Linked DNA regions of Hordeum vulgare: region 1 is linked to region 2. A link is a contact called in public Hi-C data. All regions are on one chromosome and are shown on one strand. Each heading gives the region's core, a stretch centred on a gene start, on an enhancer-like site or on the middle of the called end of the contact. The rest is flanking DNA. Distances are from core to core; before and after follow the strand shown.

Region 1 (5,043 bases), core at 2,418-4,917, 150 kb after region 2:
TTGTCGTGGTCCATGAAGATTTCCAACGCAATTTGCAATGTGTATGAAATGAGATTTGGCAAAAAATAAGGATTTCGCTTTTTGGAAAAGGGTTGTCATATTTAGAAAGTTGCCATGGGCGCATGGAAAAATTTAAGAAATTTATGGATTTATTTCCTGGACAAGACCATCCTGGACAAAATTTAAGAAAGGGCATTGACCATCCTTTTGGCGGTGAAATTATGTTTTCCTTCTTGTTTCCTGGACAAGACACAGTTTTCACTCCGTCTTGGGCAATGACCACGCTTTCTGTGAGTGATTGATGCACAGGATTGGTAATGGTGCAGCTCCTTGACGTGATCACGTGAACACCTGGGATCTCCCGGCCCCCCTAACGGTGGCTTTCGTGCTTTCTTCATGGAGCTCTCCTACGATGCCCTTCTGTTATCTCATGGCATGATGTGTTGTCTCGGACAACCTCCTCTGAGTTGCTAGTGATGCTCTGTATGTGGTTATGACACAACTTATGTTGCATCTACATTCATCTGGGGATTAGGAGGTGGATCTCTGCGTTGTGTTGTAATTCAATACAGTACTTTTCATTCGTGTTTTCTGTCTACTTGCCTCGGCAAACAGAGGACACAGGACTCATGTTACCGTTTGCTCTCTTCGTCAGAACTCACAGCAGTTAAAAACGAACCGATGCGACTCACTCACTCACTTCCCTCTAAAACCAAACGAGAAGAAAAGAAAAGAAAAGAAAAGAGAAAAGAGCCGGAGGCCGGAGACAGCCGTGGTAGCTCGTCATGAACCCAGCTGCAAATGCTGCAGCCGAATCAAGTCACCCTGCTACTAAGTCAGTAACCTGCGGACGCCCTGGATCCGACCATCCGCTGCTACAACCTGAGCCACTCGAGGCCGTCGATGAAGCTGAGGGAGATGAATGGCTTGGCCTCCTCGTCGGTGAGCTCCCGGGACCAGTCCACCCTGCCGGCGTGGTTCGCCCCCGGCCCCGAGCACTTGTACTGCCCGTAGAACACCGTCCTGCATCCATCCATGAAAATCCGTCAGTCATACGAAGCATGCACCAAGAAGATTCACAAGAGACGGACGGCACGTACATCTCGCGCGTGGGGTCGCCCCAGTTGTACCAGCCGCGGGGGATGATGATGTTGTCCATGTAGGTGTAGGCGAAGACGACGCGGGAGAAGGTGCCCCATGCGCGGCCGAGGTAGAGCGCCCCCGACCCCGTCACCCGGCAGTTGAGGAAGGAGAACCCCGTGTCGTCCAGCATGCTCCGCCGGTTCTGCGCCGTCAGCGCGCCGTAGTGCGGCGAGATCGCGTGCACGTGGCAGCCCTGCATCCCCCAAACCGCACGCCGCCATGCCATGGCGCCCACGTCAGCTAGCTAGCTAGCTAGGATTTTGGTCAAGAAAATGCTGCCGTGGTTTCGGTGAAGAAAATGTCGGTTGGTAATGCTAGCTAGGTATATGCGCTGCCAAAAATGCAGTGTAAGCTAGCGATTGATTGACTAGCGCCATTTTATGTCCAGCTAATTAAGCAAAGGGTATAAGGAGATAGGCACGTACGGCACCAGCCAGCAAGGCTAGCTCCTCCGTCGTCACGGGCCGGAGCTAGCTGCCGGCGCCTCGCCTGGGGCCGAGGAGGGACCGGACCGGGGAACCTGCCGCCACCAGAAAGCCACGTTTCGCAACGGTACAAGCGGAGCGACACCGGCTCGCTGCCATTAAGAACCAAGATCCCCCATTAATTAACGGAAATCAACATTCCCTTCCCCCCTTGTCCTGTCCCTGCTGCATGCACGGCCCCGGTCCGTCACACGCAGGCGGACGAACAGAAGCGAGATGGATACGTACGTACGGGACGGAAGGCCGTGACCCAGCATGCAGCATCCATCTGCGGATCCGCCGGTGTCGCGCTCACCTGCACTGCATGGCGGCATGGCCACCGCGCCACGGGCGGCACGGCCCGGGACTAACTCAGCGGTGGCTGCACTGCCACAGAACGAGATCGTGTCTGGCCCAGAACGAGGGTTGCCGGTGGGACAAGATTTGTCACGGGTGCTACGATTCCGTTCCTGGAATGCGCGCACTGGCAGGAACATTATCTGTTTCCTTGTTTTTTCAACAGTATGACCGACCGACCCGTCGTGCATGGAGGGCTCTTGTACGTACGTACGTACGCGACTCTATGCAGGACACTGGTAGTGGTAGGCCATGCACGCTCGAGCTGGATGCTCTGCCCGTCAGAGAGCCGCGGCCCAGCCCCGGCGGGTACCGACATGACACCACCTCTTTGTGGCTGCACGCAGGGTTCAACCGCACGTACAGCCGACACACTGACACGTCAGGTGGGTGGAGCAAAGATGCTCTGCTGACTTGACTCGCAGGTGCTAATTAAGCTTGCCTGTGAAATCTAGAGAGATAGGAGTAGATGTTTTTTGCAATGGCAGGGGAGGCAGAGGAGCAGACGAGGGTGCACCTCGTAGAGGGAGAGGGCGTTGCCGAAGATGAAGTCGACGGAGCCCTCGATGTAGCAGTCCTTGTAGTAGTGGCGGCCCAGGTGGTCATACAGCGTGTCCTGCGCGCCCAGGAAGTTGCACCCCACGAACGCCGCGTTGTCCGCCGATATCCGCAGCGCCACCCCTTGCTTCCCCAGCGCGCCCGCCCGAGGCACCGGCGCCGTGTTCTGCAGCACAATCCCATCCAAATCAATCAATCAATCAACCAGTGTCGTCGAGCCTTGGGTCGACGAGTGAGTACAGATACAGTACGCACGGCACTTACCTTGAAGGTGATGTTCTTGGCGACGAAGAACTGCGAGTTGACGGCGAAGGTGGCGGAGGCGAAGGTGCCGAAGGGGCGGCCCCATGGCCCGGCCGTGTCCGCCGTGTCGCCCCACTGCACCACCGTCCGGTCCGCGCCCGCGCCCTCCACCGTCACGAACGCGCGCAGCGGCGAGATGCTCACCTTCTCCCTGCATTACATTTACACGGGCCATGCACTCTCACCGTCAGTCAGACGCCGAGCACCGACGACTAGAACGATCGATGGGCAAGTATACGATATGTTGGTCAGGTCACGCACGTACGTGTAGGTGCCGGCATTGACCTTGATGACGACGCGAGCGAGGTTGATGATCGGGAGCGAGTCGACGGCGCCCTGTATGGTGCTGAAGTCGCCGGCCCCGGGCGTCCTGTCCACGACGATCGTGCGCGTCGTGGGGAGCAGCGCGCGGTTGAGCGCCCGCTGGAACACGCTGTGTTCGAGCGCGCCCATGAAATGCACCCACCGCGTGAACCGCCGCTCGATCGTCTCCACCGCCGTCGCGTTCGCCGGGTAGGGCCTCGCCGCCGCAGCAGCAGCCTTCCCCGGCCTCAGGCCCTTGGTGTGCCTGTGCTCCACGCGCCCGCGCCCGTGCCCGTGCCGGCCGGCGTCCACGTCGCCCGGCCCGGCCAGCAGCAGCAGCGCCAACAGCACCACAACGCACGCCAGCCACCTCGCCCGCGACGACGGCGAGGACGAGGACGACGCTGCCATCGCCGCGACAATGCGCTGCGAGTACGCCGCCAGTGGCAACAGTGGAGGGGCGCTGTTGCGGTGGTCACTCACCGGCAGCTAGCTAGGTATGCTACAATGGGGCTGTGTCTGCGTGTGTCAGGTATAATTGGGGAGCGGGGGGGGGGGGGGGGGGGGGGATTTAAGGAGATCACGGGCGTCCTGTTCCGAGGGAACGATGGAATGACACAGCTCACGAGCACGAGCAAGAGCACGAGCAGAGGCCGCTGTTCGTGTGTGTTGGCTCTAGTGTGGGCGTGGGCGTGCGCGCGCATCTAGCAGAGCGGCGCTTGTGCGGTGCGGCTACGGCGGTACATGCATGCACCACATGCTCGGCCACATGCATGTGCGTTCGTCTTCGTCTTCCCCTTGGCCTCGGTCTCCCACTGTCCTATCGGGAAAGGCAAACCAACCTTGCAGTTGCAGTTCTACTTACGGTGGCTAAATCGCGACCCCGTGGTTTACTCTGTCTTGAGCACTGTTTCCTTGTACCCTGGTTCCATTCCGCGGCGGCATAACGACCTCCGACTTGACTCTCGTGGGTGACGACCAGTGCTAGAAACAACCTTTTTTTTATAAGGGCATCTTCAACAGAGGCTCAAAACACAGCTTGGGACGATAAAAATCCTCATTTTTTTTTTGTCGGACAACTTCAACAGAGCCTGTAAAATACTACGCGTGTTAAAAAGTTTTAGGCATGTATTAAAAACGTCATCGCGTGCAGTAAATTTGGGATGCCGGATCACGCACGCTTTACAATTTACACCGCGTATTTTTTTGGACGTGTGTTTTTGAGCGTCTGAACAAGCAATGCTGGTCTCACGGAATAAAATCGTTACAGTAGTGCGCTAAAACTTTTATTGAGCGTGAAAGAAAAACAGTATTTTCTGAAAGCGGATTTGCCGGCATTTCTATTTCCGGGAAGATAAAATAATGGTCTCTCCCGTCCGTCGACTACCGAGTCGCATGCGCATCGCAAAGCCATGAAAGTCGCACGGGAATGAGTACGCAATCGAGCAGTTCAGCATGCTCACCATCAAGTACCGCCTCCACCATCCTCGCAGCTTTAAACAGTTATATACAAATATCCATACTTCATATACTCGTACCGGTGTACACATCATGGAAGGACAGGCAGGTAATCTGTAAATGCAATCGACATATACAGACGCAGAGAAGCGCACATTCTCTGTCAGTGTTGGCTTCCCCTCCCGTCTGGTACGCCGATGCCCCTCTCCTAGTGTCAGCTTGTGCTGCTGCCATGGCCCATCCTTCTTCCGCCACCCGTGATCGCCAGGTCTCTCTCGCTTTTACGGAAGGCGGTATTGAAATACCGGCCAACTCGCTACCGGTTCCACGGATACTGGCTGGAGCAAACCGACAGTACGCTCCATACGCGTTGCTGCTCGCCACTCGTGCTAGCTCAGCTGGGCCGACCGACGACCCTGCTGCCTCCTGCTCGGTGCTAGTACTGCTAACCATGGCG
Region 2 (5,698 bases), core at 1,714-4,213:
TATTTTTCGATTGCTGGCTTTTCAATTTTACTATTTTCGCCTCAATTTTTTTGGTTTTACTAGAAAAAAACTCTTTCATTTTTCATTTTTTTCTGATTTTCCATTTCCTTTTTCTTTTTATTTCGTGTTATCTTTTGCTTTTTTGCGTGCTCATTTCTATTAATTTTATTTATCAATTATTTTTGTTTTATTTTTTTCTTTCAGTTTATATTCTCCATTTTCCTTTCCTTTCATTTCCGCGAACCAAATTGAAATTGTGAAAAAAGTTGTGAAATACGCAATTATTTTAAATAATAATAAACATATTCTGAAATAGTTAATATTTTTCAAATTTCCAAACAATTTGCAAAATTATGAACATTTTTTTAGCAAATTTGTAAAGATTATTTTGGAATTGTGGTCATTTTTGGAATCGATGAACATTTTCCTAATTTTGGGAACATATTGTCATATTCAGGAACAATTTTGAGTGTTTGATGAACAATGTTGTAAAAAATATGGGAACAATTTATGGGATTCTCAACTTTTTCCACATCATGATTTATTTAATGAACATTTTCTAATATAAAAAATATGAAAATCATGTAAGTTTTCTGAATTCTCTATGAGGGAGGATATGAGGGCGGCCCGAGCACGTCCGTCACGTCGGTTTGGCCCAGCCTCGCCAACCCCGACCCCATAAATATCATCATTCGAGAAACCCTATGTATCGTTCAATTCAAAGTCCACTCCACTCTTGTCTCCGTCCATTCCACTTCTAATCCCCCCCTCCGATCCGATGGCCGGCAACGGAAGTAGAAGTGTCTCCTACGGAGAATCCGATGCTTCGACCATTGATGTGGAGGAGCTCGCCCTCTGCGCCGCCGTTAGGAGGTCGCTTCTCGAGCAAGGCGGGCCCGGCGGATCTTCCTCGACGCTTTTGCCCATCAACGCAGTGTCGACGACGTCTCCGACCATTCTCACCCGACGTGTTGCCTCGGCAACTCCACTGCGCTTTTTCAGGTATGTCGCCCATCACGACCACCCTCTGGTCCAGAACTGGTGCTGGACCACTGTTGGGTCCTCATGCCCGCGCCGGGGCTGGAGCGCACGAGGACGTCCGAGTCCGAGGCACGCGCAGGCCGACATGAGCGCCAGCGAGCGGAGGAGAGGGGGGAGGCGATGTCCATAGGCCGTTCGCGCGCGAGCGCACCCGTCGATCCCGGGAACGTGCTCCTCACAACGATCCTCCGCCGCTCTCTCATGACTGCGGAGGCGGACGTATGGCGCCTCCGTCGCAATAATGCCAAGACGTTTCGACTCGTCATCGAATTGTCGGAGCGCGAGGAAAATTAGGAGGCAACGGCAAAGGCGAAGGCGGCCCACCATGCGATGGTGCAGAATCGCGTGCTCCGCGGGTTGTCGGGCATGAGGTGTAGCTCCGACTCCGACTTGATGGACGGCTCCACCTCCCACTATGAGGACGACATACCTCCGCACGTCGACGCCTAGACGGAGGATGGGCACAGCCGCCACGACGCATAGAAAGGGAAGAGGTCGACGAGGAAATGGCAATTTCTTCCGCTCTTCCACGCTTTGTTCATATTATAAGTTTGTTTTAAGTAGTCTGTAGTATGGATTTGCCGTTAAACTTCGATGAACTATGCTCATTTTGTCCGCCAATGCAATATGATCCATGAGAGCATCTATAGCCGGACATTGCAAATATGACCCCCTAAACACCCGCGGACACGCCCGGTCACTCTATTTGTCTGTCTGCGCAGCCTCACTCCTCATTTTTTTTCATCATATTTCCGGTCACTTGCACGTGATTGACGGAGAGAAAGAGAGAAAAATAATAAAATGAATAAAGAAAACAAAAAGGTGATCCATGCCGCGTCCTATGTGGCGGACTGCCCGGGCGCGTCCACGAGCCCTCATATCCTCCTCATATTAGAGATGGATATGAAGGTTCGCGGACAGCGCAGACGTATAGGGATGCTATGAGAGGTCCGGTTGTGTCACTTTTTTCTTCTCGCTCCTGTTCGGTCACTGATCAGGTGCGTCCGCGGACATATGAAGGGTCATTTGAAACGTCCGGCTATAGATGCTCTAAACTACGTATTGATCTAGTTTTACATACCATTGTATGAGTTGCATGGTTTGAGGGTTTAGATATGAGAGATGCGTATGTGAAAGCCAACAATGAGACTTGCTGAGTCAGTGATAGCGGACACGTCCGACCGTGTTGGCGGGCGTTTAAAGGCCTGAATTTGTTATCCAACCGTGTTCGCGAGCGTTTAAAGACTTGAATTTGTTATGTTTGACTGTAGGTACTCTGATGATCCTTTATTCTCGTCTCAGTTCTTTAGCATCGTAGTATATGCTAAAAAGAAGGTGTCTTTAGCATCGGGACCGAACAAAGCGGTAGAGGCAGTGGCGTCACACCGCGACGCCTACGTGTTTAGCCCGGCAAAGCGGACAGCAGTAAACTCCATGGCATAGCAATACTAGCTAGGTCCAAGCTTGTCTCACGACATACCCCTTGTCGCCATTTAAGCCCATCATGCCCTGCAGCTGCATCGCCGCTCGTCGCCATAGATTGTGTGGTGCCACCCCAAACCCACGTAGAGTACGTAGGAAATTTAATAACGGTCGCAGAACTGAGTAATGTATCAACGTGCTCGCCTATATGAGCCCTGCTCGCTAGCCCGGGCGGAGGCACTTGAACGCGGCGCGGAGTACCACGTAGTGGTAGTAGACTGGAGTACTTCCGTTTCGTTCGTTGGATGCGCATGCATTGCGCCCGCGCCGGGTCGGTCGATTCGATTCGATTCGGCCCGGCCCGGCCCATCGCCCCACCCAACAAACGGGCAACGGACAGAGCACCAGGCCTAAACGGACGAAGGGGTCTTGTAGTGGGGCTCGATCGATCGCGGTGGGGGACCCCCTCGCTCGGCTCTAGAACTGAGAGGAAATGAAGGGCGCATCACGCGTGACACCGATTTGCAGGGGCAGCACCGCACCGCGGCAGAACAGGTGTTGACCGACCCGGCCATGCCTGCCTCGGTGTCACCGGCCACACAAAGCCATTATTAATTGCGGAAACCGGCAGGGATCTCGTACGTATCCTCGCCTTGATTGCGCCTTTCGTTCGCCCCTCCTTGCGTACCGGTACGGTCTTCGATCGCTGCCGGAGCAGGAGCCGCGGCTCCGGCGTCAATTCTCGTCTGCATCGAGGGAGCGACCGAGCGAGCGCCTGTGTTGGGCGCACGCAGCTCTCCCCGCCCGGACTGTCGGCCGGCACCGAAAGCGGGCGGCTCGTCCGTAGTAGCAGTAATTAGGATCGTCGCCGGAGGAGTGTACCGGCGCACCGCTTTGGTTTCCTTGGCCGCTACGCGTTGATGCGTGGAGAGAGGGAGATCGATCCGTGCGTGCGTACGGTCCGCACCAGATCCTGGAGCCGGTGCTCTCGCCGTGCGGCGCGTACGTACTTTTTCCCTACGTACCGTGCGGAACCGAATCCCTCTACGGACTACGGGTCTACCAGTCTACCCCAACCTTCCCCGGTATGTAAAGTGTATGTATTCGTCGTGGGTTTGTGAAGAGACATACTACGTACAGTAGACAACTTCTCCTACGCTGTGGCCGGTGGGATCCAGCACCGGAGATCATCCCATCCGGTTTGAAAACTTTATTTATTCCTCCGGTCACGACGGCTCGACGGCGACGGCGACGGCGACGGATGGCGTCATCGGGCCGTGTTGGGAGCCGGGCGTACGCAGCGCGTGGCGTTAAATAATTATGTTGCGCCCGTACTTTACTCGCAGCCCCATTGAAATTTGGCACGGCTTGCGTCACGCGCGCGTCCGCGTCGCTCCCCGGAAGGGGGGCCCAGGTGTTTCTGTTTCGCGTATTGTAATGTGAATAATCATCGTCGGTTGCGCGGGGCACGTGAGCGCGGTGGTTAACGATGGGATGGATACTTGGCCCCGTTGCGTGTTCCGTGTAGATTAAATACCCGTGCTTCCCGTACTCCTTGTATGAAACATTGAATATCTAATCCATGGTTAAACGTAGCACCAAGCACCAACACTCTCCTAGTCAAAAAAAAAGCACCAACACTCGCGACCAATCCTTACTTGAATGATCATCAGGACAATGGTATATCAGCAAATTTAAGTTATAAACTTAAAGTTGATGCTCATATTTTTTGAATTTATTTCAGACTTTCCAACGATATGCGTTTAATGGGACGAAGCATTTCCGTCGATAAAGAAGGCATCTATGATGAAATCGTCAAATCTTTAGATGATATGACGATTCAGTCTCTTGAAGATGTTCATAGAAGTATGATGTATGTGTGTGTGTTTATAGAGGTGAGTGTATATTCATGTGTTTGATCGACTTTGATATTACTGTGTTAAAAAAGTCTTGTAGGATAGAAAGTATGTCTAGAGAGGGTGATTAGACTACTTAACAAGATAAAAAAAATAGCATTTTTTCCAATTTTAGTTGAGGTGCAGATTTGGCTGTTATGACAAGTCAAGTACACCCTACCACTAGTGGGGACGGGGCCTTTAGCCCCGGCCCGTAAGGGGCTTTAAAGGGGCGGGACTAAAGGCCTAACCTTTAGTCCCGACCCTTTTACAAGCCGGGTCTAAAGGTGCTCCACGTGGACGCCCCACGGGCAGGACTTTTAGTCCCGGTTCGTTACACGGGCCGGGACTAAAGATTTTCAGATTTTGCTTATTTTCGGGTTTTTTTAATGAAATTATTTTTGGGTTTTAGGGTTTTAGGGTTTAGGTGTTCGGGAGATTAACGTGATGCCTCGTTTGGTGTTCGGGAATTAGTTTTCATATAATTTAAATAGAAATAATTATGCATATATATATAAGGTTAACTTATCTTACAAGCGAGCATATATATATACAATTATATGGAGATCTGAATTATCGGGACTAGAGCCCGTCTATTTGATTACATGGACGAACATCAGTAATGGCCCCTAGCTACACTAAATCGTCCTTTGTCATCTATAGCTTCCGTCCTCAGAAAGGTAACAAGCTCCTCTGCAACAGCAATCGTGCGTTGCTCTGGTAGGACCTTCGTCGTCATGGCCGTGTGCTATATAAGAAGAGGAGATGAATATGAATATCAATCATGATAACAAAGAATGACGGATAAAAATAGAGGTGTGAATGTTCATTGCTTACGTCGAATCTGTGATCCTTGTGCTCAGAGGTAAACGTGTGAATGGTCTCGCAAACATAGTATCCGCATAGATGCGTTCCCCATGGCTGCTGGTCGCACTTTACGAGAATAGAATATATATAATCAAAATAATAATCTAGCATCATAAATGTATTGAAAATAGAAGTATATCATACTACTACTTACCTGAGCCGCTCTAAAGGTCAACTTCTCATGCTCGATACCGGGAGTCACGCACTTGAACCGCTTCCAAACCCTGCCCGATAAGGATAATGATTTGCTAAGTTTTTCATTAATTGATATATTAGAAAATCATCGAAAGAGACCAATAGAGCGCAAGAATGATTGAAATTACCCTTGGAGCATGTCCTGCAGGCTTTGGAACTGTTCCAAGGGTCTCGATAATGGGTCGAAGGCATCAACTCTTCCCTTATCAATTTGAATGTCCAAGAGAATCCAATGAAAGCTGCACATGTATATATATATATGTGTGTCAGTAACTTAT

What was found. Hi-C and Micro-C count contacts between places; a contact is called where the count stands out from the background.
Region 1: a contact with region 2 is called in a Hi-C map of seedling, with 2.7 times the contacts expected there. The contact joins the promoter of LOC123446867 here to the enhancer-like site in region 2. A contact is called at or near these places in 3 of 6 Hi-C or Micro-C datasets (leaf and seedling) and 1 of 1 datasets of contacts at active chromatin or transcription factors (embryo).

What each region holds. Positions count from the first base shown.
Region 1 is chr1H:476,257,384-476,262,426 of MorexV3_pseudomolecules_assembly, forward strand. LOC123446867 (probable pectinesterase 53) reads right to left here and starts at 3,668. Exons shown (of 5, transcript XM_045123410.1): 1 at 3,091-3,668; 2 at 2,787-2,976; 3 at 2,482-2,688; 4 at 1,101-1,336; 5 at 560-1,023. The coding sequence starts at 3,539. The coding sequence ends at 876.
Region 2 is chr1H:476,106,623-476,112,320 of MorexV3_pseudomolecules_assembly, forward strand. No RefSeq gene overlaps it. Among protein-coding and RNA genes, the nearest start is that of LOC123422333, 45 kb to the left of the region's middle. Within about 2 kb of position 2,964, at least 3 of the 3 cell types and tissues checked have open chromatin away from gene starts, as enhancers often do. A contact at or near this core is called in leaf and seedling, where this site is marked.